2 separate regions of the Arabidopsis thaliana genome follow, and region 2 is linked to region 1. The links are chromatin contacts, called in public capture Hi-C maps. All regions are on one chromosome and are shown on one strand. The core of a region is the stretch at or near the end of the contact, and the rest is flanking DNA. Distances in the headings are between cores, read along the strand shown. Region 1 holds the start of CLL1 (allergen-like protein). Region 2 holds the start of IAA2 (indole-3-acetic acid inducible 2).

Evidence for each region. Capture Hi-C pulls out chosen DNA fragments and counts their contacts.
Region 2: a contact with region 1 is called in a capture Hi-C map of root, with 3 times the contacts expected there. A contact is called at or near these places in 1 of 26 Hi-C or Micro-C datasets (root) and 2 of 3 other capture datasets (root and shoot).

The regions. Positions count from the first base shown.
Region 1 is chr3:8,071,168-8,076,071 of TAIR10.1, forward strand. CLL1 (allergen-like protein) reads right to left here and starts at 3,011. Exons shown (of 2, transcript NM_113181.4): 1 at 2,810-3,011; 2 at 2,091-2,522. The coding sequence starts at 2,894. The coding sequence ends at 2,284. AT3G22810 (auxin canalization protein (DUF828)) reads left to right here. Exons shown (of 7, transcript NM_113180.3): 7 at 178-628. The coding sequence ends at 392.
Region 2 is chr3:8,179,105-8,184,008 of TAIR10.1, forward strand. It overlaps IAA2 (indole-3-acetic acid inducible 2), which reads right to left and starts at 2,991. Exons shown (of 2, transcript NM_001338609.1): 1 at 2,409-2,991; 2 at 1,542-2,316. The coding sequence starts at 2,842. The coding sequence ends at 1,965. It overlaps AT3G23020 (Tetratricopeptide repeat (TPR)-like superfamily protein), which reads right to left and starts at 1,018. Exons shown (of 1, transcript NM_113202.2): 1 at 1-1,018. The coding sequence starts at 639.

The DNA of each region.
Region 1 (4,904 bases), core at 1,761-4,260:
AGAAAAGCAAAAGGGTTTTGGGACTAAAGTGATCAGAGGATCAAAACAAAAGGAGACGCCATCTTTAACTTTTTTTGTTTTTAGTCTGTCTTTTGGATGTGAATATCAAGACTCTTGCACATTCTCCCTTAATATTTTTATTTGCCTGATCTTTTGTCTTCTTTTAAATTACTTCAGATGTTGTGATTGATGTGATCAAAAACGTTCAAGCTTGGCCAGGCCGCCATTTGCTGGAAGGAGGAGAGGATTTGAGATACTTTGGGTTAAAGACGGTTCCGCGAGGGATTGTAGAATTTCAGTGCAAGAGCCAGAGAGAGTATGAAATGTGGACACAAGGTGTCTCAAGGCTTATTGCTGTTGCTGCCGAGAGGAATAACAGATATAGGATATGAAGGGAGTAGTAGTTTTAAGAGTTCAGAGCTACTTTTTGAGGGGTGATATCTAACTTATGGGGCCAAATTATAACTTGGAGAAAGTTAAGGGTGTTTTCTTTAGAGTAATGTCTTTTTGTAAGGTATATAGGATTAAATGTGGCCTCTATAAGGGTAGCTAGTGAAACAAATCTTGGTGTTTGTATATATATTTTTTTTTTGTGAAAAAAGTTTAATATCAAATTTTTAATTTTATATAAGGTCGTAATCTGGTAGGTCCATTTCCCATATTGATTTTGATTTGTATCATGTTTGAAATTGAACACCACATTCTTGCAGTCATGTATTAACTTAATAATACGGTACCAGCCTAAATGTTCATACAAGCTTAGTGACTAGTGAGATAGCACTGTGTCCTCCAATAGGTATGCTCACAATCATCGCATATGGATTCACAATTGACGCTCATGTAACATTAGTAAGTCCGAAACCCATCAAACCCAAGCTTCTAGAAGAAATCCAATGTATTGGCTTTGCTGAAGTTATAGAATTCATCGGTCCACATTTGGTGTTGGCAACGCTCATGATGATTATAGTGTTGACTTTTGACTAGTATAATATATCAATGAAAATATTAAAATGCATGTTTTTGGAAACGAATAAGTATATCTTTTCATAATGAAATTTTTCATATGCCCAATGGACTATATTGGGTGTGTATTTGGGCTGGCCCAGTTAATTTGTAAGGTTATCTATTATAAATCTACCAAAAAATTTCTCCAAGTTAAACCTAAATTTTAACTAGCTAATAAATATTTTTTTTTGTGGTAAAAACCAATCATGTGTTTGGTTTTAAAAACAATCATGTGTTTGAGTTAGTGTTCGTACGTATGACATGTTAGGAGCAAATCATAGAAGAATACACATTCCAAATGGCTACACCTACACATTCCAAATGGCTACACACATTATACAGTATACACAGTTTTTTTCACCTTTATTTCCTTATCTCTTGAATGAAATTAAATGTACATATATACTACATTTACTTTCAATTTTGTTTCCGTTCAATTTAATGAATTACTTAATCTGGCAAGAACAAATAGTAGAAACAGGCCCCGCTTGCATGTGAAAAAACTGACTTTGACTTGGAAGATAAATTAAAAGCTTAAGTTGTGTAAGACCAACTCGTGTGTTTCGTACGCCTGCGCCTTGGTTTATGTGCACAACTTAGAAAATTGTTTCCCATTGCATTACGTAACATACCAACACCACACGATTGCTAGAAGCATTTCCCAAAAGAATATATGTTTCATGCAAAAATCTGCTCCAGTTGTTATTATAGTGTACAAGATATTAGAAATATGTGTACAGCCAAAAGTATATCTTCTCCGTAGTTCAACCAGAAAAAAAAAACATTACAATTTAAAAGAGAATTTCCAAAATTTTGAGTTCGACATGTCTGAAAGAAAAATAGACTAAATAATGGATTAATAAACTACTACACACGACAAGTAATGGCCTAATGGCTAATGGCAAATGGGTATCGAGGGACCAATTAAAACCTATGGGTCCGAAACACATGAGCCGACTAATAAATCAAGAGGGGTTGGTCTGAAAATAGGGGGGCAAACGCACTTAATAAGGAATGATATGTGTATTGTAATGATCATACATTTTTTTGATAAGGTTATATATCTATATATAACTATTACTATCATATTTTTCCATGTGTTAAAAACTGTTATGATCATATTATAACTTTTAAACAAAATATTGCCTCAAAGCTAACCAGTAAAAACCAATTAGTAAGGAGGACAAAATTAATCCCGAGGAAAAGAAAAAGCTAACAAAAAGTTCACTAATTGTTGAAGAATTAATTAAGTTAGGTCATGAAGATCTGTTTTTGGTTTTAGGGCATGAAGAGTTTGTTGCCACACTTGCAGCGCCAAGCTTCAGGGTAATACTCCAGTGGCATAATCAGACCTGGTTGAATCGGAACGTGAACTGCTTTACAAGGCTCACATTTCCCACACTTCAATCTACACATCGGAGGCACCGAGCCAGGTCCCCCTAACCGCTTCTGATCTACAATCTGACCCGGTAAACCCGACCTAGCTATCTCCTTCTTCCCCTGCCCAAGCCCTCCACCTGGTTTAACGACAGAGTAAATTCATGACTACTAGTAAATAGGCAAAAGAAACAAAAAATGGGGTTTTCACTTTTTCTCCTTCATTTCTTCTTTTGTTTAAGCAACAAAACATTTTGCTTAGTTGAGTATGCAATTGTTAGAAGTTAAGATCTTTTAGGTTCCTATTCCACACATAACTATACAGAAAAAACGGTTCCATATAGATTTTTTTTTCAAAACAAACAAACTATGCTATGTAGATAAAACATGATAGTAGATAAAAGAGTTTAAAGAAGTGGGTTCTTACTGGGACGTTGAAGAGAGGCGGCGGAGGACGACGAGAAGAAGAGAAGGAAAGCATAAACGATGAGAGTTGGGAGGACGACGCCCATTAGCCAGGACCGGTGAGGAGTGTTTTTGTCTTTAGGTTTAGGAATTTTGGGTAAAGTGGTCCAAAGTCAAAGAGACATGTAAAAGAGAGTAATGAATAAAGAGAGAGAAAGAGTGTATGAATAATCAAACCCCCATCTTCAATCATTGTCATTTTTATGTAGCGATGAAATTAATCTAAGTTTCATAAGCTAAGATAAATATAAATATAAATAATATATTAGAGTTATTGTTAATCTTTCTAAACTTCATTATTAATATTTATCGATATTTTTCTAAACTCATATATTTTAACTATATTTTAAAACTCTTAAGGTAAAAAATATGGGATGTTTAATGGGAATAAAGATGTCATAGCCGTACAAAGACGTAATCACATTAGTTTTTTTTTGTTTTTTTTGTTTTTGTAACCCGATTCAACTTAATTAAATTGGTTAGATCTTTGATCCGAAAAACTTCTATATGGCTAAGTTCTTGCAACATAATTGAGTTTTTTTTGTTCATCTAAATTTTATTAAGAATCAAGAGAATGATACAAGTTGAAACTACATATGCCGGCAGATGACTAAAAATGTCTCCAAAAACTTAGTCCAAAAGAAAAAAGCATTGCTCCAACAGGGAAAACTAATTTACACTAACCTTAAAATATAACAAAAAAAAAATGTCTATAAAGGAACAACCACATCAGAAAGGTTGAAACCTAAGCGCTATAATTGAACAAAGGAAAGTTTACCACATAAGTAGTCGATATTTTGTATACATTTGCAATGAACCAAATTAAATCAATGGTATACATATATGATATATAGATCAATGTATACTTTTATCTTTTATTTTTATTAGGAATAAACGGACTAAAAAGTAACAACTATTGATTGAGTGATCCACACTCCAACCAATTAGATTCGACAATCCAATATACAGAAAGACAAACTAATTAAATTCACTCCAGAGAAGACCAAGGGCGTTCGATCTTCCACATTTACTTCCACATGGGCTCTTTTAATTCTCTTTAGTACATATATATTTTATATAAACTATATCTGGACTACCATTATAAATTATACATTAAATGAACGAATAATTTCAGGTGAAAATCTCACTCATTCTTATTTTACATTCTTTGGTGATCAGGTTCTGAATAGAATGCTAAAAACTGGAGAGAATTCAAACCCATGGATCAGGGATTTACAAACGAAAATTAAATCAATCTATTTAAATATGAAAAAAAGAAAGAAAAAAAGATAGACTAGTGATCAATTTAATGAGTGTGGCGCAGGTTGGGCTTTCTGGATAATAATTATTGGTGGTCTAGTCTTTTATGTGTTATTTTCTTACAATTACTTTGGAAGAAGAGGCCAACAATATATGAAATGGGTCTGAGCCCAATATATACGCGTTTCTGAAGTCTGCCAAGATATTCTATTGTGGACGACTAAACTACAAGACAATAGTTTGATACATGTTAAGCGAGATCTCAATTTACTAGCCAAAACAATTTCCACAAATGTTCAGTTTCCCTCAAGTTGTTTTGTTCCATCTAATTTTTTAACAGATACTTTACATGGAGACTACGTATTTTCACAATCAAAATATATATATTTAGCTTTGTAGGAACAAAAAACATATATATTGGGATTTAGAAAAATATAAGAAAGTCATAAGTCAGCATCAGAAAAATGAATATCATATAGTGAGTGACACTGAACTCACTTATTTCTATATCTTCCCTTTCCATCTTTCAATATTTATTTTTCTTTGTCTTAAAACTGTAAAGTGTAAACTATCAATAGATATAAGAAAACTTATTAGTTTCTAATATTAATATTGATACATTATTAAAAAGTACTCCCAAAGTATATAATGGAAGCTTACTTGGTTTAAGTGGACTTGTTGTATCCACCAATATCACTTGATAATCAACCTTCAACCCTAATTTTGAAGGGGGAAAAAACATAAAATTTATTCTTAATTAGTGAAATCCACATATTACAAGGAAACTTGGCTCATTG
Region 2 (4,904 bases), core at 1,741-4,240, 110 kb after region 1:
CATTTCATCCCATAAACTCTGTACATACCTCCACTTACAAGCTTTCCCAAGTATCCTGAGCATGATATTATAATGAATCACATTCAATTCATAGCAACCTTTACTCTTAAACCATTCGAATATCTCCACCGCTCTCTCCCAATGTATCTGCTCCTTTAATATAATCGTTCTCTCCTTGTTACTAAGCCTCTCTGCCCACGGACTCAACGCATCTTCAACATCTTCAATACTATCCAAAGCTTCTAAAATAGCGGGAATACATCCTCCGTAACTCAGACGTTTCGTCGAACACTTGGTGTGCACTTCACTAACCAAACCATTCCCACCAAATCTCGCATCTTTACTTCTCTTATCAACAAACCCATCAATGATCCCTGATTTTCCGACGCAACCATTACTTGGGTTTACTAAAAGTAAGTTTTTTCCGGCGACAACTTCATGAGCAACGGTACCACAACCTCTGTCGCCATTTCTGGTGCTTCTCTGTGGTCCTTTGTCACTCTCGTGAGTTCCTGGTACGTAATTCTGCTTCAATTTCTTGAAAGATGGGAATTTATCGAGAGGCGAAGAAATCGGTAAGGTTTTTGTAGAACAGAGAACATGTAAGCTACTTCCATCTAGACGAAGATTCAACAACATTTTTCAACTGCAACGAGCATTAGTTTATTCACTAGAGAAAAGGAAAAGAATTTGCACCGCCAATTGCGACGAAGGTGGTATATACTTCTCCGGCGAACGTGATTCTCTGTAAAATTCTGACGAGATTTTTTTCTGGCGTTGTTGCTAATGGATAAAATTGCGCGCGCAAAGGTCCTTTGTCCGATTGGAAAGAGAATACATTTGAGGATTAAATTGATAATTTCGTAATAGTTTAAGCCCTTAAAGGAAATAAAAAGCTGTAAACTCCTGAAGTTTTATTTATTTATAGAAAACAACTCTTTATATATTTGATTTCCAAATAATCCCAAAACCTTGATCATATGCACATAAGAACCCTATTAGAAGAGAAATGATTTTTTATTACTTGGTTCACATAATGAAAAAAACATACTTGAAAACTAGTCATTGGCGTTCGGTATTTTGGTTCAGTTCCGGTTCGAGAACTTCCCATGAGCCCTTTTGTAGTCTAAAAATCTATAATCTTAAATTGTGTTTTATTAATATTATTATGTTTTTATGTAATATTAATAACCTTTACCCTAGAAAAACTAATATTATTTTCTCAGTTTTATTATATTAAATTGTGTTTTTCAATTTCATATGTTATCAGACTTATATTATTATGTAATATTTTTTTACAATTGGTTGAATTGTTTAGGTTAGATATTAATTTCTGTTTTTAATATAACAAAATTATTACATAATAATTCTTGCAGTTTAGCTAAAACATCTAATAAGCTGAAGAGACAGAGTCATTTACAATTCATCAAAAAGAAAAATTGTTTTTGAAATCTTTTGATCGACAAGGCCTATCTATAGAATTGTGGATGTGTTTTGGGAAGGCATTATAGAAAATTTGTCTCATGTGGTGGTAAATGTTTTGCTGAATAAGTAAATAATAACCTTGGTTAAACTTTAAACAAAAAAAAAAGTTAATAAATAACCTTGGCTAAACAAATGTGTATAAGTTTCTGAAATTTAAAATATTATGTTCGTGATCAAGAACAGAAAACTGATGATCTTATAGGACATAACTACTTAATACATTATACATCTATAGATTGTGTATGTGTCCGTATTATACATAAAATCTCATGTATCTTTACATCAAACTTCAAATCTAAATACAAAAACAAAAAGAACATCACTAGAGATGGATCTCTCGTCGGACAAAACCCCGAAGTTTCGTCTTTCACGGTCAACTTTAGTCAAACTCCGATCCGAATCAAACCAAAAAGGGTTTTTCATTCATCGATCATAGTCATCATCTCCTTTTTAGACAAAAGATTCTCAGCTTCTCTGGATCATAAGGAAGAGTCTAGAGCAGGAGCGTCGGATCCCTTCATGATTCTGAGTCTCTTACAAGAAGAAGAGAACATGTCCCATGGAACATCACCAACCAACATCCAGTCACCATCTTTATCTTCGTATGTTGGTACAAATCCAGATCCTTTGTATCCTTCTCTCTCACAATATTCACCAATCATGACTTTGAACATATTCTCTAACGCTTTGAGAAGCTCGGGGTAGTTTTTGTATGTCTTGAGATCGATCTTGCGAAGGTAAGGAGCTCCGTCCATACTCACTTTCACGTAGCTCACACTGTTGTTGTTCTTACGGGAAGATCTCACTGGTGGCCAACCAACGATTTGAGTTCTGTAAATTTGAGGAAAGAAAGATTAGTAAAACTATTCAAGAGCCAATAATTTGAAAGAAGCCAATTTGAAACTCAGATCTCTTCTACTTACTTGGTAGGAGGTGTAGATTCTTCTTCATCACGAGTTTCCTCAAATAGACGCTTGTTGTTACTTTTAACGCAAGAAACCTCTTGTTCTTCTTTGATCTTCTCTGTTCTTCCGGGTAATCCAAGACATAGCTCTGTGTCCTTAAGGTTAAGCTCGTTGACTTTCTCGTACGCCATTGCTTTTGGATCAATATCAATCTTTGTGTTTCCTTCTTGTGTGTTTTCTTGGGTACTTTGTTCTTCTTGTCTTGTTCTTCTTCTTCTTGTTCTTGTTCTTGGTGAGCTGGTTGATGAGTTTTGGAGAAAAGGGGAGAGAGATATATATAAAGGAGCATCGAAGTTAGGGTTAAAGGAAGAGAGAGAAGTGTTGTCGGAAGCATGAAAGGCAAGAAAGAGGCAAGGGGACAAAAGTGGGACACGAAGCTTGAGGCCGCCCATGTGGACACGACTCTTTTGTTTAATTATTCCACGCTCCTCTTTTCCCTCCGCCAACTTTGTTTACGTTAACATCTTAGCCGTCCATCTCTATTGCCTCTTCTTTTTCTTTCAAAGGATGTATAATAATTATAACGAAAGAATATAAAAATGAATGAAATGATGAGAATTCTATCGGCCGACCCGGAATAAAAGCAAACAGAGAAAATATAAATAAAGTAAAGACTAAAGAGGTGTATTATAATAACATTTATTTACTGTTTCTTAAAGGTTTCTTCTTCTCTTTTTGAAAGTGTATAGTGCAGGTTATAAAGAAAATATCAAGTGCTAATGATTGTTAATCCATTTGTTGCATAATAGATATTCTTAATATATATTTAAATATAATGTGTTGTCTTAAAATTTGATGTGAAAGTTGATTATTATTTTTAGTTTACTTCTATTGATTTATTAATTTTTAACTTAAAAGATTAATAGATGTTTTGAAAGTATGATGTAAAAATTTCGATTCAGAAGAAAAAACGTATGGTGTAAAAAATGGTTAAAAGGACACTTATGTCAAATAAAGTACTATTTTATTGAATCCTGATTCCAAAATGAAGATTATTTAGAGTTTCCAAGTACTCTTATGTGTTACGAACTATTGAATGTGCATAAGTTGAATTTTATCATTTTTGCTCGTAGATGTAATTTGATTAATAAAGAAATATTAGTTTTATGGTTAAATCTCAGATAATATCGAATATTAAACGTTACATATTTGTCTTGCGAAGACATATTTATGCGTGGCATTTTGTATATTGTGAGTTGGAAAATGTTATAACATTTTGTGTGTAGATTTTGATTTTATAATAGGAGACGAAGACCCATGTGGATAAGGGTCAAATGTGTTGGTAATTGATAGAGGAATGGTAAAGCCATGTGCTTTCTTATGTGTATGTCTCTTTTAATTATTCATTTCCCTTCAAAATGGGTTGTGGGGGAGAGAGGTTCCACGTGCTATGTATTCATTGAATCATAAAACTTAAAAGAATGAACCAAAAAGTGGTAATTAATTTCTCCCCATAGATTACGCTTAACTATGTGCATTTAGCTTCTAATCCGCATGCGATTTGATGTTAACGTTAGGCTTTATTCAATGGATTTACCAATTTTGGATATTATTTGTTTTCTCTTCTTTTAAGATAAAGATTCCTTCTATGTTCTTGCCCCTTCCATCACCAAAAGATTAGATAAGTAAAAGCGATGCAAGATACGTTGCCTCTCTTCTTATAAGTAAATAATTTAGAGGTTCTGATTGTCAGAGTTTTATGTATTATTTCCAGTTAATAACGAACTCATGCAATGTATTTTCTCACAAACTGAGAGATGCACGAATGAATACCATTTGTCTGTTAAATATTGCACGAATGAATACTAAAGGTTAACCATTTACAGATTTCTAGAATCACTTAACATGGTGGGAAACAAACTTCTTGAGAATAGTTTTTTCCTGTTTGTGTGTTCATGCATGTTTTAGTCTTAGTGAAAATGTATTATAGAAACATAACTACTAGATCTATGTGATGCTTTATGCTTATATAGATGATTGCTAAAGTTATTTGTTGGTTAAACTAAACCTTTTTACTGAAAACCATTTAAGAAAGTACAAGAGAATTCAGTTACTGTTTATTATGGAGTTAATTCCATGAATATATATTGAACATTAAGTTTTGCCTAAAAAACAATATTGAACTTAAGCCAAATACATAAATCATTTTTAGATTATTTTGGTCTCTGTGGTCAATTTAATGTATTAATTTATGTACTGAATCAACAGTTGTTTGTTCTTTTATGTTAATATTTGATATTTTTTACTCTACAAGGACTACAGATTCTGATGACAATTTTAACGTACATATCTTGAAGAGGTACGTGAATAACTATATGAACTAGCTAATAGATTCTTAATTTTTTTTGGTTAGAAATATTAACCGTGTTTTAATTATCATGGTAAAAATGTTAATTATTTTCTACTTTAATTTCTCGTTTATTCAAAAAAAAAAAGTATGTCATATATGAACAA